Linked DNA regions of Manis pentadactyla: region 2 is linked to region 1. A link is a contact called in public Hi-C data. All regions are on one chromosome and are shown on one strand. The core of a region is the stretch at or near the end of the contact, and the rest is flanking DNA. Distances in the headings are between cores, read along the strand shown. Region 1 holds the start of LRFN1 (leucine rich repeat and fibronectin type III domain containing 1). Region 2 holds the start of PAK4 (p21 (RAC1) activated kinase 4).

The links. A called contact is a pair of places that touch in the nucleus more often than the background predicts.
Region 2: a contact with region 1 is called in a Hi-C map of skin fibroblasts, with 5 times the contacts expected there. The contact joins the promoter of PAK4 here to the promoter of LRFN1 in region 1. A contact is called at or near these places in 3 of 3 Hi-C or Micro-C datasets (blood, fibroblasts and skin fibroblasts).

What each region holds. Positions count from the first base shown.
Region 1 is chr15:12,916,315-12,921,420 of mManPen7.hap1, forward strand. LRFN1 (leucine rich repeat and fibronectin type III domain containing 1) reads left to right here and starts at 3,464. Exons shown (of 4, transcript XM_036894706.2): 1 at 3,464-3,676.
Region 2 is chr15:13,083,526-13,088,932 of mManPen7.hap1, forward strand. It overlaps PAK4 (p21 (RAC1) activated kinase 4), which reads right to left and starts at 3,838. Exons shown (of 10, transcript XM_036894711.2): 1 at 3,685-3,838.

The DNA.
Region 1 (5,106 bases), core at 2,214-4,713:
TTAGCCCAAGGATATCTTGCAGTCAATGGCCACTCCTTCTCTTAGGCAGGGGTTTAGGGAACCAGCTTCTGCTCTTCCCCCTCTCCCCCATTCCCCCTTTTTTCTGCCCTTCCCCATAGTTGAACTTCTTGCTATATCCAGGCTCATGTTTGTAAACAATCCAATCAGAAAGAGGCATGTTCAAGGAGTTGCCCAATCAGGAGCAGGGAGTTTGGAAAGTAGGGACCATTCAGAGAGGGTGACGATGAAGGGCAGCCCAATGCAAAGCAGGTTTGGCTAGAGGGATTGTGGAGGGACCAATCAGAGAGCCAGAACAGAATACACTATCCAATGAAGAGTCAGCACACCGGGGCATGGCTTTAGGTTTAGGGGCCACTCCTTCAAGAGGTGGTACAAACTAGAGGCCACTTCCCCTCTTTCCGCCAACCTCCGCTCTAGACTCCCACAGACCAGGCTCCCTAGTTTTTGAATTCAGGTCCTAGGCTTTCCCTGGGACACTTCTCCCTGCTCACCTTGAATATAAAAAGGGCTTATGCTGAAAGGCAGAGACTGGAGTTTAGGACATAGCTGAGAATGGAGGAACCAAACTAGGCATGAGGGGCCAGTGCCTAGGCTGCAAACAGGATGATCTTGGGGTGGCGCCTAAAGTGGAGTGGTGGGGGCGATGGACCTAAGCTTGAGGGGCACTGCTTAGATCAGATAGGGCTGAGGTTTTGGCTTTGAGACAGTGTTAGTGACAAAGGGTGGGGCCTAGGCTTAGGGGCGGGGCCTGATGGAAGAATGAGATTGGTGTGAGTCTCTGTTAGAAGGTGTAGGGCAGGAATTAGGGTGTGAGGAAACAATTGCATTATCTACCTGCTGCTCTCCTTTACAGGCCAGCTCATATTCCCTGACTTCATGGGGCATTCTCCAGCTGCTGGGGTATACCCCTTCTGTTCTAGTGTCCCAGGCTGGGAGATCATGTTTCTTCCTTCGTGTGACTCCTGCAGTAAGTCTGGAATGGGCCTAGCTCCCCAGCCCTCTCCTAAGAAGCATTCAAGAACACATGTTTACTGAGCACCTACAGGGTGCCAATAGCTCTTCTGGACACTGGAGAAAATTGGTGCCCATGCCACTCCTCTCAGGAGGCTTGCATTTTAATGACCAAACAACAAGCAATAACAAAGAGGTCAACAATAAATAATAAACAAGTAAACAAGATTGTTAACAAGAACGACAAGTGCTATGAGGGAAATAAAATGAGGTGATGTCACAGAAATGCTGGGACCTGTTGGGGCTATTCTTTTGTTGTTGTTGTTGCCTCCTTAGTTTCTAGAAGAGTCCTGCTTCCCCTCCCCTGCCCCACAACATTTATTATGAAAAATTTCAAACAGTCAAGTTGAAACAATTTTACAGTGAACATCCATCTGTGCACCACAGGGCCAGATGTGCTCTGTGAGTGGAGCTGTCTCTGCTTGGGCTCAGGTCCTTTGTTTCTCCATCTCTGTGTATCTCTGTATAACTTACATTCAAGGTGAGCAGGGAGAAGTGTCCCAGGGAAGTCCTAGGACCTGAATTCAAAAACTAGGGAACCTGGTCTGTGGGAGCCTAGAGAGGAAGTTAGCAGAAAGAGGGTTGGTGGTCCCTAGTTTGTACCATCTCTTGAAGGAGTGGCCCCCAAACCTAAAGAAACAAAACGCCTGAGCCCAAGCAGATACAGCCTCACTCACAGAGCACATTTTATTGCTATTTTTCTTCTCCTTTCTCCTCCCCTGTCCACTCCTGTCCATCCCAGACCTGCCCTTACCTTGTCTCCCTTCATCTCCACCTTGTTCTGCCATTTACTATCTGTGTGACCTTAGGCAAGTGACAAAACCTCTCTGTGGCTCAATTTTCCCCATCTGTAAGACAGGGATACAGATGGGATCACCTCATCTGGCTCCTGTGAAGGGTGAATGCAGTTGGATTCGTGAAGCCCTTACAACGATCTGTGGCACATAGTAGTGCTCCACTTTCGCTGTTGTTGTTAGTATTTTCCCACCTATGTCCTCCCAGCCCTGGATCTCCATGCGCCAGCTGGGAGCACGAAGACCAGGGTGAAGGGTAGGGATGGTACTTGGGTGGTGGTGGTGATGATGGTGGAATCTGGAGACTTGTGGGATTCTGAGTGTCCCCAGGCATCTAATGGTTGCAAATGGGGTCAAGTTTTACTAGTGGGAGGCTCTGCAGGGGTTATTTTGATCTAGGGGACAGGGCAGGCTTTGCAGCTAGGAAGAATTTAGGGAAAGGGCTTGAGGGAGAATCTTGATACAGTGGGATCCAAAATGGGAAGGGTTGGGGCTGCCAGGGACCTACAGAACTGCAACAAGAGAGATTTGGAGGGGTGGTCTTGCTGGGTTTGGGGGACTGGTGTTTCAGAACTAGGTAGAAAGTGGCCTGAGATACTCAGTGTGATCTGGGGGAGGGGCCAGGGGGTCAGCTATTGGGTAGGAGTTGAGCAATGAAGGAGGCTAAACAAGGAAGAAACAAGGAATCCTGGGCTCCACGGAGGTCACGGGGGGGGGGGGGGGGAAGGGTCCAAGAGAGAGAATAGGAACAGGGAGGAGGCAGGGAAAGAATCTGGGGCAAATCAAGGGCTCTGAAAACCAAGAGGTGCCTTGAAAGGAGGGATGGTCAGGGGTATAACGGGGGGTACTGGGGAAAGTTTAGAGTCTCCTAAGGGAATAAGAGACTTTTTTGGGGGCCCCCTAGAAGTTAGACATGGCCTGGAATCCCTACTTGGAGTCAGGGAATGGTTTGAGGTCCTAGAGGGTGGAAGAACATGCCTGCTGGGGGTTGGGGGTGGGGTGCCCAAGAAGCAGTAGGGTATGGTTTGTGATCCTGGGTGGCTGTCAAAAATGGTCTGGGCCCCCAAAGGGAGTAAGGCATGATCTGGGGACTCCCTGCATGCTGACATATAGTCTGGGACCTCTGAATGTTGGAGTATGGTCTAGAGTCCCTGAAGGATGGGGTGTGGTCCTGGAGTCCACCTGAATGTTGGGGTATAATATAGGGTTCCCGGTGGGGATGCTCTGAATCTTCTTGGACGCGGGGTTATGATCTGGACTCCCCTGGGAGTTGATGACATGATTTGGGGTCCCTCATGGGGTGTGGTGGAGGGTCTGAGGTCATCAAGGAGAATAGGACATGATTTGTGGTCCTGGGTGGCTGTAGAACATGGTCAGGGTCCTCAAAGGATCTAAGACAAGGTCTGAAGTCCCCCTGGGTATTGGGACTTCACCCGAGGTCTCCATTGGGAGATTCGGGGTCCCCAAGCCAGTCGGGGCGTGGTCTGGGGGTCTCTGGGGAAGCCGGTGGGGCTGGAGGTGGGGCTTGGGAGGGGACGGGGGCGGGCCCGCGGCTCCGCAGTGAGAGGGGTCTGCGGCGAGCTCGGGGCAGGGGTCTAGGTGTGCGGCCGCCCCGCCCGCCCACTCCGGCCGGCGCCCCCTCCCCCCTTGCGGCGGTGGCGGCGGCGGGACTCGGGCGGCGGGCGGTGCGGAGGGCGGAGCTCGGCGGCGGCTCGGGAGGGAGGGCGGGAGGCGGGAGGGAGGCGGCCCCGCAGCACCGCGCCCCCTCCCCCGGCCCTCCCCCCACCATGGCGCGGAGCGAGGCGGCGGCGGCGGCGGGGCCGGGCCCGGGGCCCCCCCTCCTGGGCTGGGTGAGCGCGGCCCGCAGCGGCCCGGGAGGCGGCGGGCGGGGGCGCCGGTGTGAGCGTGCGAGCGAGTGAGTGTGTGTCCGCGGCGTTGCGGCGGGCCCGGCGTGCGCTCGCGCGGCCCTGTGTGTGTGCCCGGCGCCGGCGTGTGCGGCGCCCTGCTTGTGTGGCCATCCGGGTGTGCGCTGGGTGTTGAGCCGAGGTGCGGTGTCCGGCCGCGCGTGTGTGTCCCCCGAGTGGCCGCCCCTCCGGCTGTGTGTCTGGGGGGCTGTCGCGCGCCCATCGGAGAGGCTGTGTGCAGGTGTGTGTGCGTGGGTTGTGTGCCCAGGTGTGGGTACCCCCCGGCGAGTGTGTGCGCGCGGCGAGCTGTGTTGGGTGTTTGTGTCCAGGGTGGATGTCCATCCGAGGGTCTGTGTAGCCGGGTGTGCCCGTTCGGGTGTCCATTTGTGTGTGTGTGTGTGTGTGTGTGTGTGTGTGTGTGTGTGTGTGTCTGCGGGTTGTATGTCTCCGAGGGTGTGTGTCTGTGCGTCCACATCAGGTTCCTGGCTGGCGGCTGGGTCTCCGCGCCTTGTGGGTCCAGGCCTCTGTGTGGGTTTGATGGGGGGCAGTTTGCCGTTCCTTCGGTCCATGTCAACTGGGGGGGTCCTCAGCGGTCCTTGTGGGAGACGGCCATGTCTTCCCCTTCCCGGTGACTGGGAGGGGGGATGGGAGGCCGGTAGGTGGACAGATGGAGGGATGCAAAGCCGAGGGATGGACAGATGGGCCCCGAGGGGAGAGGCGCAGACCCGGCCCTTCCCCACCCACCCCACCCAACCCCAATCCCCCAACCTGCCAGATCTCTGCAGATGGGGCCAGAGTTGCCTGCATACAGATGGCCAGGCTGGGGTACCTTTGGGCTGCTGGTGGGAGGATCTGTTTGGACCTGTGCTCTAGGACTAGGCTCCCAACCCTCTGAGATTTGACCCGCTCAACTCTGACCTCTGGCCTTGGCTTGTGCCTTGGTTGGGGTTGTGGGGGATGTTCTGAGAAGGAGGGATGTTAGGATTTCTTTGGCCTGGGAAGTAGGTGGGGTGGGAGACCTTAGGGCTGGGAGGTATGTTGTGTGCATGACTGTGAGTATGAATCTCTGCCTATCAGTTGACTATGCTACTGTGGTTCAGGTTTTTTGTGTGCATTTGTAGGTGTATAAATCCCTTGCCCGGCTGTTATGTGAGCATGTGTCTGTTATGAGTGAACATCTCAGTGTCTGTGCAAAGGTGGATCTTGGCATGCCTGTGTGCTTGCTTGAGTGTGTATCAGCCTTGTCAGTGTCTGTGTATGCTTACAGTTCTGTGTATGTGTGTGAGATATGTATCAGCTAGTGTGTGCAACTGTGCATTTCTTGGCATAGGAATGTATCAGCTTTGTGTCCGGGCATTATGGGGATCTGAGAAATC
Region 2 (5,407 bases), core at 2,588-5,087, 170 kb after region 1:
GTTAATATGGATAAGGTGCTCACAATCTTGCCCAGCCCATAGGTCCCTCCTCCATCATCTCCACCTTTGTCCCCTCCACCCTCCTCTCCTGCTGGGACTATCACAGCAGCCTCCCCACAGGTCTCCCTGCTGCTGGCCGCCATGATCTGTCCTCCACACGGCAGCCTGAGCAATCTTCATACAAGGGAAACCCGACGTTGCTTAAAGTCCTCCAATAAAGCGCCATTACACACAGAGTGAAATCCATACTCCTTACGTCAACACCACCTTCCTGACCCCACATCAGCCTCTGTGGGTACTGGATCATCCTGTGTTCATTTGGACCTCAGGGCCCTTAAGTACTCCCTACTCGCTACCTGTTCCATTCTTTCCACCTCTTTTCTAGGTCCGGCTCGCTCTTTCTCATCAATCAGTTGTCTCCTACCATCTCAGGCCTGAGTTAAGTGTTTTAGCAAGGGTCACAAATATGTGTAAAGTAGGATGAAGAGCAAAGGGTCCCTCAAGCCCTATGAGGAAGCACATTGGTACAGCTGCTCAAGAGAGCAATTTGGAAGGTCCAGCACTTCCACTGCAGGGCATACACCCAAGAGAGACTCCAGCCACAGCACACAAGGAAACACATTCTAGAATGTTCAATGCCATGCTGCTTGCTACCATCCCAATAGGAAACCACCTAAAAGGCGATGGAAAGGTGAACGGATAACTCCTGTGTGGCCCAATCACAATAAGAAACATTCAACAGCAGGAAAAATGAATGGCCTGCCCTAGACCTACACACATCCATCCATCCAAATACCCAAACTCTAACGGTGAGCAGAAAAAGCAGGTTAGTTACCACAATAGCACTTGTCTGATCTGTAAAACTATAAGACAGTGGTGGTCAACCCTGGCTGGTCATTAGATGCTGGCCCCACCCCAAACCAAGTAAATCTGTGTCAGAATCTCTACAGCAGGCCTGGGTAATGGCATTTTGAAAGCCCTGCAGGTGACTGCAATGTGTAGCCAGGGCTGAAGGCTATTGCTCTAGCGTTTGTGAATACATTCAAAGGTAGTAAAGGTAGGGACACCTGCAGAGGAATGCTGACCACCAAAGCCAGGACAGTGGCAAACCGGCAGGGAGGGCATCGAGGGACTGGGGAGAGGAAAGGGGCCTTTAACAGGATCTGCAGTGTTCTGTCCCACGGACGCTGGGGGCAGCGGGGCTGGGGGTGGGGGGTTGTTATACTGGAAGCTCCGGAACAAAACTGGCATGTAAGAAATTACTCGCCCAAGATCCCAACACCGGAAAGTGACAGGCAGGGCCCTGAATGGGATCTCCAGGGCCCAAGCTCTACCCCTCCTTATCTGGCCAAGCACAAGAGGTCGAGGGAGCGGGCACGGTGACACCCAAGGCCAGGCCAGTTCACAAGGCTGCCAGGTGGGGTGCCCACACGGTGACCCTGCTACAGCCAGGTGGGGGTGGGGCGGCTGCCAGAGGAAGCCAGGAGGCAGGCGGGGAGAGGCCCCTTCAGCCCTCTTTGGGAAGCAGCATCAGGACAATGCTTACACAGCACCTAGTGTGAGCCAGGCCTTGGGCCATGCACTTCTCACTCTGTATCCTCACAGCAATTCTAGGAGGTCACCACTATCAGTATTCCCATTATGCAGAGGAGGAAACTGAGGCCCAGAGAAGTTAAGTGATTTGCCCACAGCCACACAGCCAGGGGCTGGTGGAGGTGAATGTGAACCAGGCATCCCTGCTTATAGCATCCTCTCTCTGAACCATTCCCCAGTCCTGCCCCACAGCTACTTAGCATCCCCAACCCTGCTCCACTGCCCCTCCCAGGCCAGGCACCTTAGGGGTAGATATGTAGCCACGTATCCCTGGCTGGGGGTCTGGTTCGTCTGCTCCCACCAAGGGACACTGAGAGTCCTCAGAGGCCAGGAACTCTGTGTGTCCTGTCTACTACTGCAGCCTCAGCACTGAGCACAATGTCCAAAATTCAGCCACCGATGGTCAAGCATTCTCCATAGGCTAGGCATTGCTTCAGACGGGGATTCAGGGAGGGAACACAGAGAGATTCCTGCCTGTGTGCGGCCCATATGCTAGTGGGGGAGGCAGACAACAAAACTGCCGGGATAAACAAGGTAAGGACAGAGCACAGGGCTGGGGAAAACACAAGAAGTGAGATAAAGTGTCTGAGGGCAGTGAGTGCTGGGGTGGTCCTGGTGGGGCTGTGGTGAGTGACATGTGAGTGAGGGGGGCAGGGTGGAGAAAGGATTCCAGGCAGAGAGAACAGGAAGGTCAGAGACCTGGAGGGAAGCATAAGCCTACAGAGTTGAAGAATAGCAAATAGGCCAGTGTGGGTGGCCCCCCCACCCCTGGGTAGGGATGGGAAGAGCAGTAGGAAATGAGGTGGGAGTGACCAGGGACCATGATGAGAGTGTGGGGTCTTAAGTACAGAGAACACCCAACTTTGTACCAAGGTGCCACCTAAAAACAGCCTCCCCAGCCAGAGGCCCATCAGACTCACTTGGCCTCTAGACCACCCACAAACACCCCACTCCCATACACCCATGGGAACCTCTCCTCCCACATCACACCCTTCCTTGAAGGCCAAAGAGACAATTTGTTCCTCCCAAGGAGTGGCCCAGCCTTGTCAGGAACAGACTTTCAACAATCTACAATGTGGTGACCAGGGGGGCAGGACCTCTGGAATCATTCAGACCCAGCTCCCAATCTGCTTCTGTCACTTAGCAGAAGCTCTCTGAGCCTCACTTTTCCTATCTGTAAAATGGGTCTATCTAGTACCCACTTCACAAGATCGTGATATAACAAGGCCAGGCATGCAGGGTGCTGAGCGCAGCATTAGCCCTCATTAAATATTAACCAACATTAGGATTGTTGAGAAGCAGGAGAGTGTAGTATGACTCTAGGCCCAAAATTCGAGTGCGAATCCCCATCCTACAACTTACTCATTAGGTGACCCTGGGCAAATCACTTAACCTCTGATAACAGCACCACCCCCATAAAGTTGTGGTGAGGATTAAATATATGTAAAGCATTTATACTAGGGCCTGGCACATGGTAAGTGATTTATGAGTGTTGGCTATTATTTTCATTATTTGTGGGAGGGGGCTCCCGCTTTCCTCCACCAAGAAGCAAGCACCTTTGATCTCTCTCTTGGCCTCCCCTGTTCCTCCTCCCCAGCAATCTATCCTACTTGGGTTTTAACTTCTGACACTCAGGAACTTCGTATCAGCCGGCAGAGTCTGACCTCTGCCCCTTCGGGCACGCCCAACCTTTGATTCCATAAGATGCCCCCCAACCTAAATCTCATTCATCTGCTCCGCTGGTTATTACCCTGACCCTCCAACCCGCCACCCCTACGGTTGTGCCCTCTGCCCCTCACAGAGGTACTCTCCCGTCAAATTATTTTGACCCCCTTTTTTGACGATCGCTCCGACCCCTCAAACGCGCCTCCACTTCAAATTTCGAACTTTGCGCTCCCCTTCGCCACGCCCCTTTGGCTAGTTTGACCTTTGACCTCCCCTCCCCTTCCCCACAGCACTGACCCCCGATCCCTCGGACGCGACCCTTCCAGGAGTGAACTTTGACCTCAGCGGCCCCGCCCCCTACTTGTGTAAACCTCCCACCGCCATCGCTCGGCCCACCACAATTCCCTGGCCCGACCGCTTTTCTACCGGTTCGGCACTGCCGTCGCTCGCGGCCTAGCTGCTCCACCCGGAACTCCGCGCCCTCACGCTGTCCTTAGCTCTCTTGCGCCGCCACCACCGCGGCCACTGCCGCCGCCATGTTAAATCCCCAACGAACATCCGGGGCTTTACCCCCCCCTCGCCGCCCACCAGTCTCCATAGCAACGGGGCTGATCGGGCGGGGGCAGGGCCCACCCAGGGGCGGAGCTGGGCTCTTGGCAGCGCCCGCTGAAGTCGCTGATTGGTGCAGATTGTCCAATCAGAGGCCCTCGGGCTGAAAATGCCAAGCAGGGATTGGAAAATTTGGAAAGGGTGCGGGAAGGCTGGCTCCAGGCCCACTCGGGTTCCTTTTTTTTTTTTTTTTCCGGTCCTTCTAGAAACCCACTCGGGTTCTTAAAGGGGAAATGGCTATTGTAACACCCATTCCCACTTTACACCAAAAGAAGTTATTGGGTGGAAGGCAGTAAAGGAGAATAATGGCCAGAAACACTTCTTAAGCACTTACTCTGGCCCATAGTGCTTCACTTGTTCGTCTCCGTGAATATTCACCACAACGCTGTTGTATTATTAATACCCATTTTACAGATAAAGAAACAGGCTCAAAGCGGATGCGAACTAGCCGTCTCAGGTAATGAGTTCTGAATGACAGTCTGCGCCCGGTAACATGACCTAGAAGAGATACACCATTGGATCTTAACCGTTTTTACACTTTTTAAAGTTAATCATTTGTCAAAAAAAATTCGGGGTGAAAAAAAGAACCCATAAATTAAACTCGGATGTCTTCTATGATTTTACTCACTGAGCTCCAGCCACCTTGCTCGTCCAGGAAATACCAGGTGCTCTCCCACCTTAAGGTCTTCGCACTGGCTGTTCCTTCTGTCTGGAATAGACTCTATCCACAGGTATCTTCATGGCCCCCTCCCTCCCCTACTAAAGGGTTTTACTCAAATGCCACCTTATCAGTGAAATTACTTCTGCCCACTCTAAAGCAGCAAACATTCCTCTCATGTGCTACTAAACCCCCCACCTTGTCTGCTTTTCTCATTTTCTGTTGCTCTAATTACCTTCTAACATACTCAATAATTAACTAATTGTTCTTATTGTTTTTGATTTTCTCCCCTACTGGAATATAAGCTCCATGGAAGCATGGAGTTTTGTTTTGTTCACTGTACAAGCCCAGTGCCCTGGTACTATAAACATGTGTTGAATGGTTAGTCGAATGAGTCCTAATTCCACTCCCTCAGAGATACTCTTACATGTTTAGTACATGTCCCCCTCCCCCAGCACCAGTGTCTAGCACATAGTAGGCATTTAATTAATATCTGCAGAATAAATGAATGAATGATTGTACAATGAATCATTTTTTCCATACATTTTACCTACCTTTAAAAAAAAATACAGAATGGGAACCACGTATTTATAGAGAATTTTGTCTTTTTAATACAAGATTATAAATATCACCAGTATCTTTCCATGTCATTAAGCATTCTTTGAGAACATTCGTTTTAATGGTGCAATAAAATGCCATACTATCAATGAACTAATTTGTTTAATCACTCTTTCTTGTTGAATATCTAAGCAGTGATAAATATTTTGCTTTTATAAATAATTTCACCCCCCAAAAAATCCAAGCAGCTAAATATTTGTGCACAACTCTAATTATTTCCTTTGAAGAGATTACCACAGGCGGAATGGCTGGGTCAAAAGAAAT